Regions from separate parts of the Mus musculus genome. Here all the other regions are linked to region 2. Evidence: chromatin contacts called from public promoter capture Hi-C data. All regions are on one chromosome and are shown on one strand. The core of a region is the stretch at or near the end of the contact, and the rest is flanking DNA. Distances in the headings are between cores, read along the strand shown. Region 1 holds the start of Cisd1 (CDGSH iron sulfur domain 1). Region 2 holds the start of Specc1l (sperm antigen with calponin homology and coiled-coil domains 1-like). Region 3 holds the start of Ube2d1 (ubiquitin-conjugating enzyme E2D 1). Region 4 holds the start of Tfam (transcription factor A, mitochondrial).

Region 1 (2,753 bases), core at 183-2,682, 3.9 Mb after region 2:
AAAGAAAACATGTGCTTGCTGTTTTCCTAAGAATCAAAGGGGTGGGGTCAGGGGATGCTGATTCATAGGATAATCAAAAGAGAACCTGGAATAAATAATTGAATTGAGGTGTAAATTTAAAAAGAAAAATGAAAAAAAAAAAAAAAACAAACCAGGACTTTTGAGCTAGCAGACAGCAATAACAGTTCTTTAGAATTTCCTCTAAGCGGGGCGTGGTGGCGCACGCCTTTAATCCCAGCACTTGGGAGGCAGAGGCAGGCGGATTTCTGAGTTCGAGGCCAGCCTGGTCTACAAAGTGAGTGCCAGGACAGCCAGGGCTATACAGAGAAACCCTGTCTCAAAAAACCAAAAGAAAAAAAAAAAATAGAATTTCCTCTAAGGAGAGCAGAGCTGTATGGAGATCTCTGGAGATCGAAAACAGCTCTTCAAGAATATTTTCTTGAGAGAATTTCCGACTTGGTTTGAAGATCCAATAATTTTTTGTAGCAGTTTTTCCTGATAGCTTCTAGTTTTACTAGCAGAGAAAGCTATCTCAATCAGAATTTGTAAAATAGCAAGAAAATCTGTCTACATCAGAGCAGAACACAGAGAGAAAAAGAGAGAGAGACAGACTGAAGGAGGGAAAGAGGGCGGGCAATTTGGAAAGCCATCTTAGCAGAACCAAGGCCGCCAGCTTGGACCCAAGTCGTTTGTTTTCGCCGCTCCCAGGCACCCCTTCTCTCAGAACCCCTCTCCATGCAGAAGCTGGTCCTAGGCATCTAAGCCACTGCAGCCTTCTAAATCGTTTTTCTAAGTGGACAGTCTACTTATGTTTATTTATTCATGGCAATGCTGGGAATTGAAGGCAGAGTGTTGTGCATGTTGGGCAAACACCATACCGTTGTGAAAGCAGAGAGCCGCTGAGCTGCTTCACCAGCCGAAGCAAGTTGTTTTTGTTTTTGTCTTTCTGGGACTTTCTGGATGCATGAGTGGCAGGGTCAGAGGCTGAAGGGATGGAGGCCCAATGTGGCTAGAGGAAGCTCTAGACACAGCTCCATCGATGCCCGTGTGCCTGCACTGGCATCCTAAGGCAAAATCTGTCTTTGCGGGACCCACAGTGGAGCTGGTCAGATTTGCAGGACCCACAGCTGAGCTGGCCACACCTTGTGTAACTTATTACCAAAAGTCAAAGGATCGGCAGGCCATCGGCCGACAGTCCTGCAGGTACTTGTCCTGAGTCACCTGAAACGCTCTCAACTGGACCGACGGTAAAACCCGGCCTGGATAGGCTCGCCCGGGCGGCGCAGACGCAGTCACCGCCTTGGCGCCTAAGGCTATCCCGCGGTTGTCAAATCCTCACCCGTCTGCCGGGTTGGACCAGCTGCGCATGCGCGACTCTACCGGCGCGCCGGCACACGCGCTCCCAGCTTGCCGCGGCGCCTGCGCAGTGGCAGTGAGTGGGCCCCGAGGTCGCGTCTTGCCCAAGTCTCCGCGGTCCCCAGCGCTCGCTCGCGCGGTCCTGCCACGGCCTTCCTGCTGCCCGCGCCATGGGCCTCAGCTCCAACTCCGCTGTGCGAGGTGAGCCGCCCGCGGCCGGTCCCCGCCACCCTTATCCGGACTGTCACCTTGACCAGCACAAGGGCAGGCGCAGGCCTGCGGAGCGCTCGGGGGATGCTGGTGCGGGCCGGCATCCCGGCCCTGGACCACTTCCCGGGCCAGCCACGCTGTGAGCAACCAAGATAGCGGGGCGCAGTCCACCCCAAAACGCTCCTGCGCTTCCTGAGACCCTGACACCGGGGACTGGTCACGTCGTAGGTGTTTTGCTTTTGCTGGCTTTGTAATTCTAGGTAAAGAAACCCAATCCAAGGTCTTCAATTTCCAAGTTTCTTTCGTACTTTGCATCCGGCCGCTGGTGACAGTGGTCTGAGAAACCACTGAAAATGGCCTTTTTCCCTAGCGTTGAAAACAGAAGTTTGTAGAAATCTGACTAGAATTGAATTTGTGAAACTTGGCTAGTGTAAAGTCCCTGGTGATCAACTGTTAAAATTACTACAACCTGTGCGATATGCGTGACTGACTGCCCCGATATAAAAACGCCACACCCCAGGGTTTGGTTACTTCTAACCTTTAGTTGAGTAAAAGTAAAAAAATTAAATTACAGTGAGCCCCACTGATTCATTCAGCAAATAGGGATCGTCTATACTGCTCGGTTCTGTAACTATCCCTAACGTGACCAGTCCCCAACGTCAGGGTGTCAGGAAGGACGGGGGTTTTGGGGGGTGAACCGTGCCTCTCTAGCCTGGTTGCCCACAGGGTGACTGACTGGGGAAGTGGGACCTTAGTTTTGTAGTAGGTTGGTTCTATATACTGGAAAGTTCTACTTAATATCGACGAAACTGACTGGGCAGATAGGGAGAACAAGTTTTTTATTTTATTTTCTTAACATTTATTTGTGTGAGTGTGTCTGTACCTAGTGCCATGGCTTGTGTGGAAGTGAATAGATAACTTGTAGGAGCGGATTCTCTTCCACCCTGTGAGTCCCAGGGATCAAACCCAGGTCATCCATCTTGACAGCAGGCACCTTTTCCCACTGAGCCATCATGCTAAAGCCCATGCAGATAGTTTAAAAATACTACAGACAAAAAGAAATGATTCTCTGCAAACTTTATTTTAAAGGGTAGCCATTTGGGGACTCCTTTAAATGCATCCACTTTGGTGAACTTAAGTTTTCTTCGTGGTTTTTAAAAATCTGTTTTGTTTGTCTTTTTGAGACA
Region 2 (2,855 bases), core at 354-2,853:
TTTTGAGACATTACTTCAATTTTTATCAAGCTGGGGAGTAGATATAGCTTAGCTATAAAACACTTATCTAGCCATATTCCATGCCCTTAATACCAAAGATGGGAGAGTGAAGTTATCCATATACGACTCAACCCTCAAGTACACTTCCATCGTCAATTGCTTATATTATCCCAGTACAAGGAAAGGACAAGAGAAAAAAAAAAAAAAGAGTCTGTACAGAATTCAGCACAGGCGTATTGCTTTTCAAACTCTTTCCATTCCTGACATATTGAAAGAGGACCAACCGAACGGTGCCTTTAATGCCTATGCAACAACGCTGGTGCCTCATTCCAAACCTTTAGATAGAACTGTTGTTGCCTGTAGTCCACAGCTGATTTCACCTCAAGATTTAGCTTCCTGAATGACAAGAAGCCTTCCTGGGCTCCGCGATTTGTTTTTTGTTTTGTTTTTGTTTGTAGTTTGAGACAAGGCCTTACTCTGCAGCCCAGTTGGAGCTCATCCAGCCTTGGCCTCGGGATTACAGGTGTAGGCCAAACTTTACGATTCTCTGTCATGACAGTCAAAGGGTGCCCCCTCACCCCGCCGCACTTTAGGACTGATCTTCAAGAGAGTGAAAACAAAAACAAAAACAAAACAAAAAACAAACAACAAAAAAACCCAAAACAAAACAAAACAAAAAATCAAGGATGCCTGCATTTGAATGATCACAGAAATTTTTGTTTGGTTTTAGGCGGCTAAGCCCACCAGAAACCGATTTCTTTTCTAGTGTTCTCTGGGGTATCGCCACCATCTATCTATCTCTCTCTCTCTCTATCTCTCTCTCTCTCTCTCTCACACACACACACACACACACACACACACACACACACACACAAGCCTCTAATGAAAATGCACACACACACACACACGCCTCTAATGAAAATGCAGCATTTCTTCAACAACACACAGAAACATCCACATCCAATCTGACATAATTAGCCAAGTCTCAAGAATAAAGAACACTGCCAGCTTCCAACAGCCAGGTCCTAACACTGCAGGGCGCAGCCTTCGGGGGACCTCCGCTCCTGCTCCCCACCCTCAATGCACCAGATGGGGAGGCAACCTGTCCCAGCCCAGGGCAAGGAACTAGGATGAATGCCCGGTCTCTCCCGACACCACAGGGAACACAAGCACCAGGGTCGCACCCAGCCTCTCCGCAGGGATGAGACCCCCAGCCAGCTGGGTACCACGCCAGCCTGGGTTCCCGGGGGATCTGCGGGGCAAGCTGTGAGGTCCGCCCGGGCAGGAGACGGCGCAGGCGCGGGATGGCTGGGGATGGGGGGGGTGACGAGGGGGGACAGCGCAGGCGCGGGGCCGCCAGGGTCTGCGGGGCCGCCCGGGCCTGGCCGCGCGGGCGGCGCTGAGGAGACGAACGTGCCCGCGGCACAAGCGGAGAAGACCCTGCCCCGGCTCTTACCGCGCGGCACCGCCTCGCTCACTCGCTGGCTCCGGGCTGGGGCCGGGCGGCGAGCTCGCCCGGTGGCGCGGCCCGGTCCGTTGAGTCCGGCCTCAGGGCAACAGCCAACCCCACGGCGCCGCTCCCTCGGCCCGCCCTGTCTCCCTTGCGGCTCCCGCCCTCCGCCCGCCCCTTATCCACCGGTGCCGCCCCCTTCTACTCCCCGCGCATGTGCCGTGATCGGCGCCTCCCTGGGCTGCTACTGCGCAGGCGCCAGCTGTCACACCTCCTCTTCGCGCTGAGTTCTGGACCGCGCACGCGCTGTGCTAGTCGGCGGTGCAACTAGATAACTGCAGTCTTTTGTGCTGGAAGTGCTCCTAGTCTCTCGTTTTTCCTCCAAGGCAAATAGGTCCGCTCTGGTTGAAATGTATGTTTACAGTGTGCTGAACCCGACAGTTGAGAAAAATGCACATGCCAGGCACCCATTATGTTCCCAGCACATGAGCAACACCGGTCCCTACTCCACCCATTAAAGGGAACAAGATCACTAGCATTATAAAGTTAAAGAGTTCTATAAGCTTATGTAATTCCTGTGTAGTTTTTATTTTACTTTTTAAATTTGTAAATGGCTCTATTACTATAATAAAAGCACCATGACCAAAAGCAACCTGGGGAGGAAAGGGTTTATTTGGCTTACAACTCCCAGGTCACACACCATCACTGAGAGAAGTCAGGGCAGGAACTCAAAGGAACCTGAAGGCAGGAACTGAAGCAGAGAAGCTTTGGAGAAACACAGATTGTTGGTTTGCTCCTCATGCCTTGCTCAGCCTGCTTTCTTATATCATCCAGGATCCCCTAGGGGGTCACACCACATCCTGGTGAGCCTGGCCTCTCCCACATCAATCATTAACCAAGAAAATGCCCTATAGATTTGTATATAGGCAATCTAACAAAGACATTTTCTCAACTGAAGTTCCTCTTCCCAGATAATGGTAACTTAGATCAAACTGACAAGACCTAGCCGGAACATTATTCTTTGATGTTTTCTTTTTAAGAATTTAATCTCTGATTCACTGGGCATAGTGGAACATGCTTTTAATATCAGCACTCAGGAGGCAAAGATGGATCATCTCTGTGAGTACCAGGCCAACGTGGTCTATATAGCCAATTCCAGGCCAGCCATTGCCACATGGTGAGACCCTGTCTCAAATAAATTAGCAAATAGATAAATAAATAAATAAATAAATAAATTTAAAGATTTTGTATATGGATATTTATGTATATGAGTACACCGTTGTTGTCTTCAGACACACCAGAAGAGGATGTCAGATCTCATTATACATGGTTGTGAACCACCATGTGTACACAGGTTGCTGGGAGCTGAACTCAGGAGCTCTGGAAGAAGCCAGTGCTCCTAACC
Region 3 (2,758 bases), core at 152-2,651, 3.9 Mb after region 2:
ATTTATGGTTTGGTCTCTAGCTAAAAAGATGAATTGCATTAATGCCACTCTTCTTTTGGGGTGAGATAAAGCAGTAATAATAATTAATAATAATAATAAGTGGGAAGACAATGTCTATAAAGTGTTGACAAGCAAGCATAAATGTAGGCATGGTGGGGCTTGTGTGTAAAATCAGTGCTGAGCAGGTAAAGACAGCAGATACCTGGCCAGGTTAGCCCAATAGGTGAGCTCCAGGTCCCTGTGAGAGACTCTGTCTCAAAAAACAAGGAGTACAGCTCCTGGGAAATAATTTCACAAACACACACACACACACACAAGGGGAGGGGGGGCGGATGGACAGGAAAGTAGACCAATATGCAGACAGAGCAGGACTGCTTGAGGGGACCTCTGCAAAGCACAGTCCCTCGAAGCTTTCTGGGCCGCAACCCATCTCTAGTTTCTGCAGAGGGCGTGGGGCTGGTCTTCTGTGGACCACTGCAAAGGCGGAGAAGAGAACTTCCCAGATGTGGCTGATCCAGCTGCAGAGACACTGTGGAAGCCGCGACAGTGAGCGTTGAGTGTTTTGAGAAGCAATATGGGATTCAAAACCATTTTAGATAAGGAATGGATTGACTTTAGTCATCAGAAACCTAAGACTGACCAACGCCGTCAGAAATCCAAGACTGACCTGCAGGTGCCAAGCCAAGAAGTCATGGTTGAAAGGACAAGCAAGATCTGAGATCACAAGAACTGAGAAGGGGCTGGAGGACACCTCAGTGGGTAAACTGCTTGCCGCAAAGCCTGAGGACCTGAGTTCGGATGCCAGAGACCACGTAACGGTTGGGTGTGTGGAAAGCTGTCTTCAATCCCGTTTTTGGGAGGTGGAGACAAAAAGACATAAAGGAAAACCCTGTTTCAAAAAAAAAAAAAGAAAGAAAGAAAGGAAGGAAGGAAGGAAGGAAGGAAGGAAGAAAGAAAGAAAGAAAGAAAGAAAGAAAGAAAGAAAGAAAGAAAGAAAGAAAGAAAGAAAGAAAGAAAGAAAGAAAGAAAGAAAGAAAGAAAGAAAGAAAGAAAGGTGGAGTACAATTGACGAAGACTCCTCACGCCCTCAGGGGCGAGCGGGGAAGAGTCAGAATTATCTGCAAAGGAAGTTAAGATCCGCCGCAGGGTCTGTGCGAGGAGGAGCGAGCCGTGGTTCACAGCAGCTCCTAGGAGCGACAGCTCACCTGCTGTCTGGGTTTTTGCAGATTCGAGACCTTGCTCTGCAGAGCGGCTGCAGGGAGCGGCAGCAGCCTGGTCGCAGCTGTCACCCACGGGTGACCGGACGACGTCCGCGCGGGCGGCAGAGGCCGAGCCTGGGACTACACTTCCCAGTGTGCCAGGCGGGCGGGGCGCGGCGGGGAGGGCGCAGGCTCCTTCCCAGCAAGCGAAGGCGGAAACAAAAGAGTCCGGCGCCGCCGCCCGCACACTCGCGCACCGCGCCCGGGCGCACACGGAGCAGCCCTGCGAGGCGGCAGCCCGGGACACGCGGACACTCCGCAGCCCCCGCCGCCTGCCCCATGGCGCTGAAGCGGATCCAGAAAGTGAGTGGCTGCCAGAACCGGCCTGGGTGTCCCCAAGATGTCCCCAGGAACCCGGGGCGCACGGTGTGGGAGGGGCGCGGACACTGGGGAGGCCGGGGTACGGATCGGCCCGCACAGGTGAGGCGTGCATCCGCAAGGTCTGGGTACTTGGAACCTCGGGGCGACCCGATCCGGTCGTGCCCTTTCCAGGATGAGCCTAGAACCTCGGGTGCGGGTGCCCGTGGGGTGGCCAGATTGTCCCGGGGTGTGTGCATCCCCGCTGGGCCGGGGCTTGCTCTGCAACGGGCGGCCTTCGTCCCCTATCCCGCTGTGCGTCCTCACAATGTCCCCGGAGCCCTCCTTGCTGTGTTCGCACCCCGGGTTCCCCGAGAGGGCAGGGAAGGTGTGGTGGGCCTACGGCCTTTATTCTCAGAGCGTGGGGCTGGGTCTTTCTGGGCTCTGCAGTCGGCTGGTGCTCAGTGGGAGGAAAGGGCTGGGAACGCGAGATTGGGGCCGAGGAGCCAGCAGAGAGCTCTTGCCCCTGCTATTTTGGTGGTTCTGCACGCAGCTGCCACTTCAGGTCACATAGCTGTACTGAGAACATAGTTGCTGATACACAGCAAGATGAGCTCCTGGCTGTGATTCATGGCTAGGTAAGCTAAGCAGGTTGTTGGTTTTGTTTTGTATTTTTTTCTTCACACCCTCACGATAAACTTAGATGTAGAGTTGAAGACACAACACTAAGGACCACAAATTAAATTGTTTGGATGCTTTGATGTGTGAATAGAGAATGAGGAAGACAATCGAAGGGACAGTCAGTCCTTACATAGGATCGGTTCCAACCCTCTCTTTGTATTCTTTACCGCACCCACTTCTCTTGTTGGCCTGTCCCCTATCTCAAGTATCTTTTAACATTTTACAGCGGTAGTCCTTGCTGCTGGGAACGTGGTGTTTGGGATCGCTTTAGAAGCAAATGCGCCAACAGTGGATAATGTGTTTGGTAATTGATTTCACAAGAAATGGTTGGCTCCCCAAACGTTTTATCAACCTTTCCAGCTACACTTGACTGAAAATGTTCTGAGTTAGAGTGGTAGGAAACAGGCATCTTTCGGTACTGAGGACAGCAACTTTTACCCGCAGCCAAATTTTCGTTTGTTTTTTGTTTATTTGTTTTTGTTTTTGTTTTGTTTTTGTTTTTTTTTTTTTTTTTTAATAAA
Region 4 (2,700 bases), core at 122-2,621, 4.0 Mb after region 2:
ATTTATTTATTTTACCTTTGAAACAAAGTCTCTAGCCTGACTGACCTGGAATTTACTTTGTAGGCAAGGATAACCCTGCACTTGTGGTCCTGCCTCAGCTTCCCAAGTTCTGGAACTAGAGGCTTAAGACACCATGCCTGCTCTATGTGAGGATCCTGGCTTATGGGGGGGATCTAAGCCAACGGCTTTCTGTGCATCCTGGCAGGCATCCCTACCAGTTAAGCCACATTCCCAGACCTTAAGCAACATATTTTAACAGATTGAAGCCCTTGACCATTTTTAGATCTTCCTAATCTTTTCCATGCCATTGAATTAAAAAAAAAAAAAAAACCAACCAAACAAACAAAAATTGAGTTTTTTGTAGGACACAAACTGTACACTACCTCAAGTCCATCCTGGTCCCACAATTTCAGTGGTTTGGCTGGCTAAGCTCATCTAGTCCACGTGATCTGCAAAGTGGGAAACAATATTCAGGGCTCTGGCATGCCCTGCTCAGGTATTAATATAAGAATATTTTTGCTATCGCTTCTCAGCCTTTTGGAGAAGATCAAGTGAAGAATATTCTTGCTTTGTTGCTATTATGAGGGCTAGTTGTTTGGGTTTTTGTTTTGAGGCAGGGTCTCATGTAGTTTTGAACTTGCTATGTAGCAGGGGATGAATTTGAATGCCTGCCTCCGCCTCCCAAGGGCTGGGATTACAGGCCTGCACCATCAAGCTGGGTTCAGTTTATTAATTTTTTTTTCGTGACACATTTCCTTTTGTGTACATGTTTGTGTGTGTGTGTATGTCAAAGTCAGAGGGCAACTTGTTTGAGTTGGTTCTCTCTTTTAATCATGTAGGTCTTGGGGATAGAACTCAGCTTGCCAGGCTCTGGGCCATCTTGGGAACCCTCATTCCTTTCTATTAATTGTTAAAGAGAAGATAAATAAGGCGATCCATTTCAAGACCACTCCTCCCTCTCTTCCACCCCTCCAGTAGCCTTGTGGGCTTTCCTGCGGACTCATGAAACATGCAGTTTGCTGTTGGGGCATCAGCAGTACCACGGATCTCTAACTTCAGTAGCCAGGCACTGTGACACAAGCCGCAGCACCAGCGTCACGAAGCTCAGTAGGCAGCCCAGGCCCATGGTCCAGCAACAGCACGCAGGCAGCCCAGGAGAACACATGGCAGGGGCCTGGGGGTAAGCCGCCGCTCAGCAACACCCACCTTAGACCAGGCCCACCCTCCCTAGCCTCAGGCTCCGCCCCCTCCTCGGCCCGGCCCCGCCCACTGAGCGGTGGGGGACGCACAGCACCTCCTGTCCTCCCCGCCTCCTGCCGCGGACCGGAAGTCCGGGCTTCCCACAGTACCCCGCGCGCGGCGGGCATGATAACAAGCCCCCGGAGTTCCCACGCTGGTAGTGTGGCAGTCCATAGGCACCGTATTGCGTGAGACGAACCGGACGGCGCCGGGCCATCATTCGTCGGCCCGAGCGATGGCGCTGTTCCGGGGAATGTGGAGCGTGCTAAAAGCACTGGGGCGCACGGGGGTCGAGATGTGCGCGGGCTGCGGGGGTCGCATCCCCTCGTCTATCAGGTAGGCCGCGGGCGAGGGACGCCGTTCGTTCAGGCGTCCGTCTGCCCTCGTCCCACCCTCGTCCTCCGGGCCGCCTGGGGTCTCGCGCCTTTTGGTACCCGACCCCACTTCCTGTCACCTTCTACCTTTCGGCGCCTAGGGCGCTCTCCTTCTGCCTTGGAGGCGGGCCCTGAAGTTGTGGCGCGGAACGCTCGCCCGGACGCTGCCAGGAGGTCACCCAGGATGCCACGACTTGTTTTAGCCCTGCAGGCCCCTCTTTGGTTTGGCTAGGTCACCCATGATGCTAGGACTTGCTTCACCCCTCTTTGGTTTGGCTAGGTCACCCAAACCTGCCCTGTTTGCAAGCCTCAGCCCTGCAACCTCTTTTATTTTTTTGCTTAGGGTAGGTTGTTAAAGTAAGTCGGTTATGGAGCTTATACAGCTGAAGCCCCTTGCGTTTAATTGAATTCTTAGCACAGCAGAGGGAAGGGAAATGCACTCAAAGGTTATTACGATTATATATTTTTTTGGTTGATTGGTTGACTTTTTTTTTTTTTTTAATTTAAAAGATTGGGTCTCTCTGCATAGCCCTGGCTGTCCTAGAACTCCTTTTGTAGACTAGGCTGTCATTGACTTAACAGAGATCCACCTGCTCTGCCACTAGAATGTTGGGATTAAAGGCCTGTGCCACAACTGCTGGGCTAGTTATTAGCATTTTAGGTGGAGGTGTTGGATGTACAGCACCTTGGCTGACTTTGTACTTAGAATCTGAGATCTGTGTATGACTGTTACACGTATCTGACATTCCGTTCTTTTTACTTGTGTGTAGTCTTGTCTGTATTCCGAAGTGTTTTTCCAGCATGGGTAGCTATCCAAAGAAACCTATGAGTTCATACCTTCGATTTTCCACAGAACAGCTACCCAAATTTAAAGCTAAACACCCAGGTAAGGAGTTTGGGGCTTATGATCTTCTCTGATATGATTTTTTTTTTAATTGCAATCTTTGATTTGCATTACCAGAGCATCTAGTACAGTCATTTTCTTTGGTAGTCTGTATAAGTTTTTTTTTAACTAATAGAAGTTCTTTAAATATAAATGAGAAAAATAGTTTTAAAATAAGATGTAGAGGGCAGGAGAGATGGCTCA

What was found. Promoter capture Hi-C pulls out the DNA fragments that hold promoters and counts their contacts.
Region 1: a contact with region 2 is called in a promoter capture Hi-C map of second pharyngeal arch cranial neural crest. The contact joins the promoter of Cisd1 here to the promoter of Specc1l in region 2. A contact is called at or near these places in 4 of 39 promoter capture datasets (cranial neural crest, hematopoietic stem and progenitor cells, pre-B cells and 1 more).
Region 3: a contact with region 2 is called in a promoter capture Hi-C map of the HPC-7 cell line. The contact joins the promoter of Ube2d1 here to the promoter of Specc1l in region 2. A contact is called at or near these places in 3 of 39 promoter capture datasets (the HPC-7 cell line, cranial neural crest and maxillary cranial neural crest).
Region 4: a contact with region 2 is called in a promoter capture Hi-C map of pre-B cells, with 3 times the contacts expected there. The contact joins the promoter of Tfam here to the promoter of Specc1l in region 2. A contact is called at or near these places in 2 of 39 promoter capture datasets (cranial neural crest and pre-B cells).

Annotation. Positions count from the first base shown.
Region 1 is chr10:71,343,528-71,346,280 of GRCm38.p6, reverse strand. Cisd1 (CDGSH iron sulfur domain 1) reads left to right here and starts at 1,432. Exons shown (of 3, transcript NM_134007.4): 1 at 1,432-1,557. The coding sequence starts at 1,527.
Region 2 is chr10:75,210,821-75,213,675 of GRCm38.p6, reverse strand. Specc1l (sperm antigen with calponin homology and coiled-coil domains 1-like) reads right to left here and starts at 1,603. Exons shown (of 16, transcript NM_153406.3): 1 at 1,457-1,603.
Region 3 is chr10:71,283,905-71,286,662 of GRCm38.p6, reverse strand. It overlaps Ube2d1 (ubiquitin-conjugating enzyme E2D 1), which reads left to right and starts at 1,401. Exons shown (of 7, transcript NM_145420.2): 1 at 1,401-1,562. The coding sequence starts at 1,539.
Region 4 is chr10:71,236,715-71,239,414 of GRCm38.p6, reverse strand. It overlaps Tfam (transcription factor A, mitochondrial), which reads left to right and starts at 1,371. Exons shown (of 7, transcript NM_009360.4): 1 at 1,371-1,575; 2 at 2,384-2,499. The coding sequence starts at 1,475.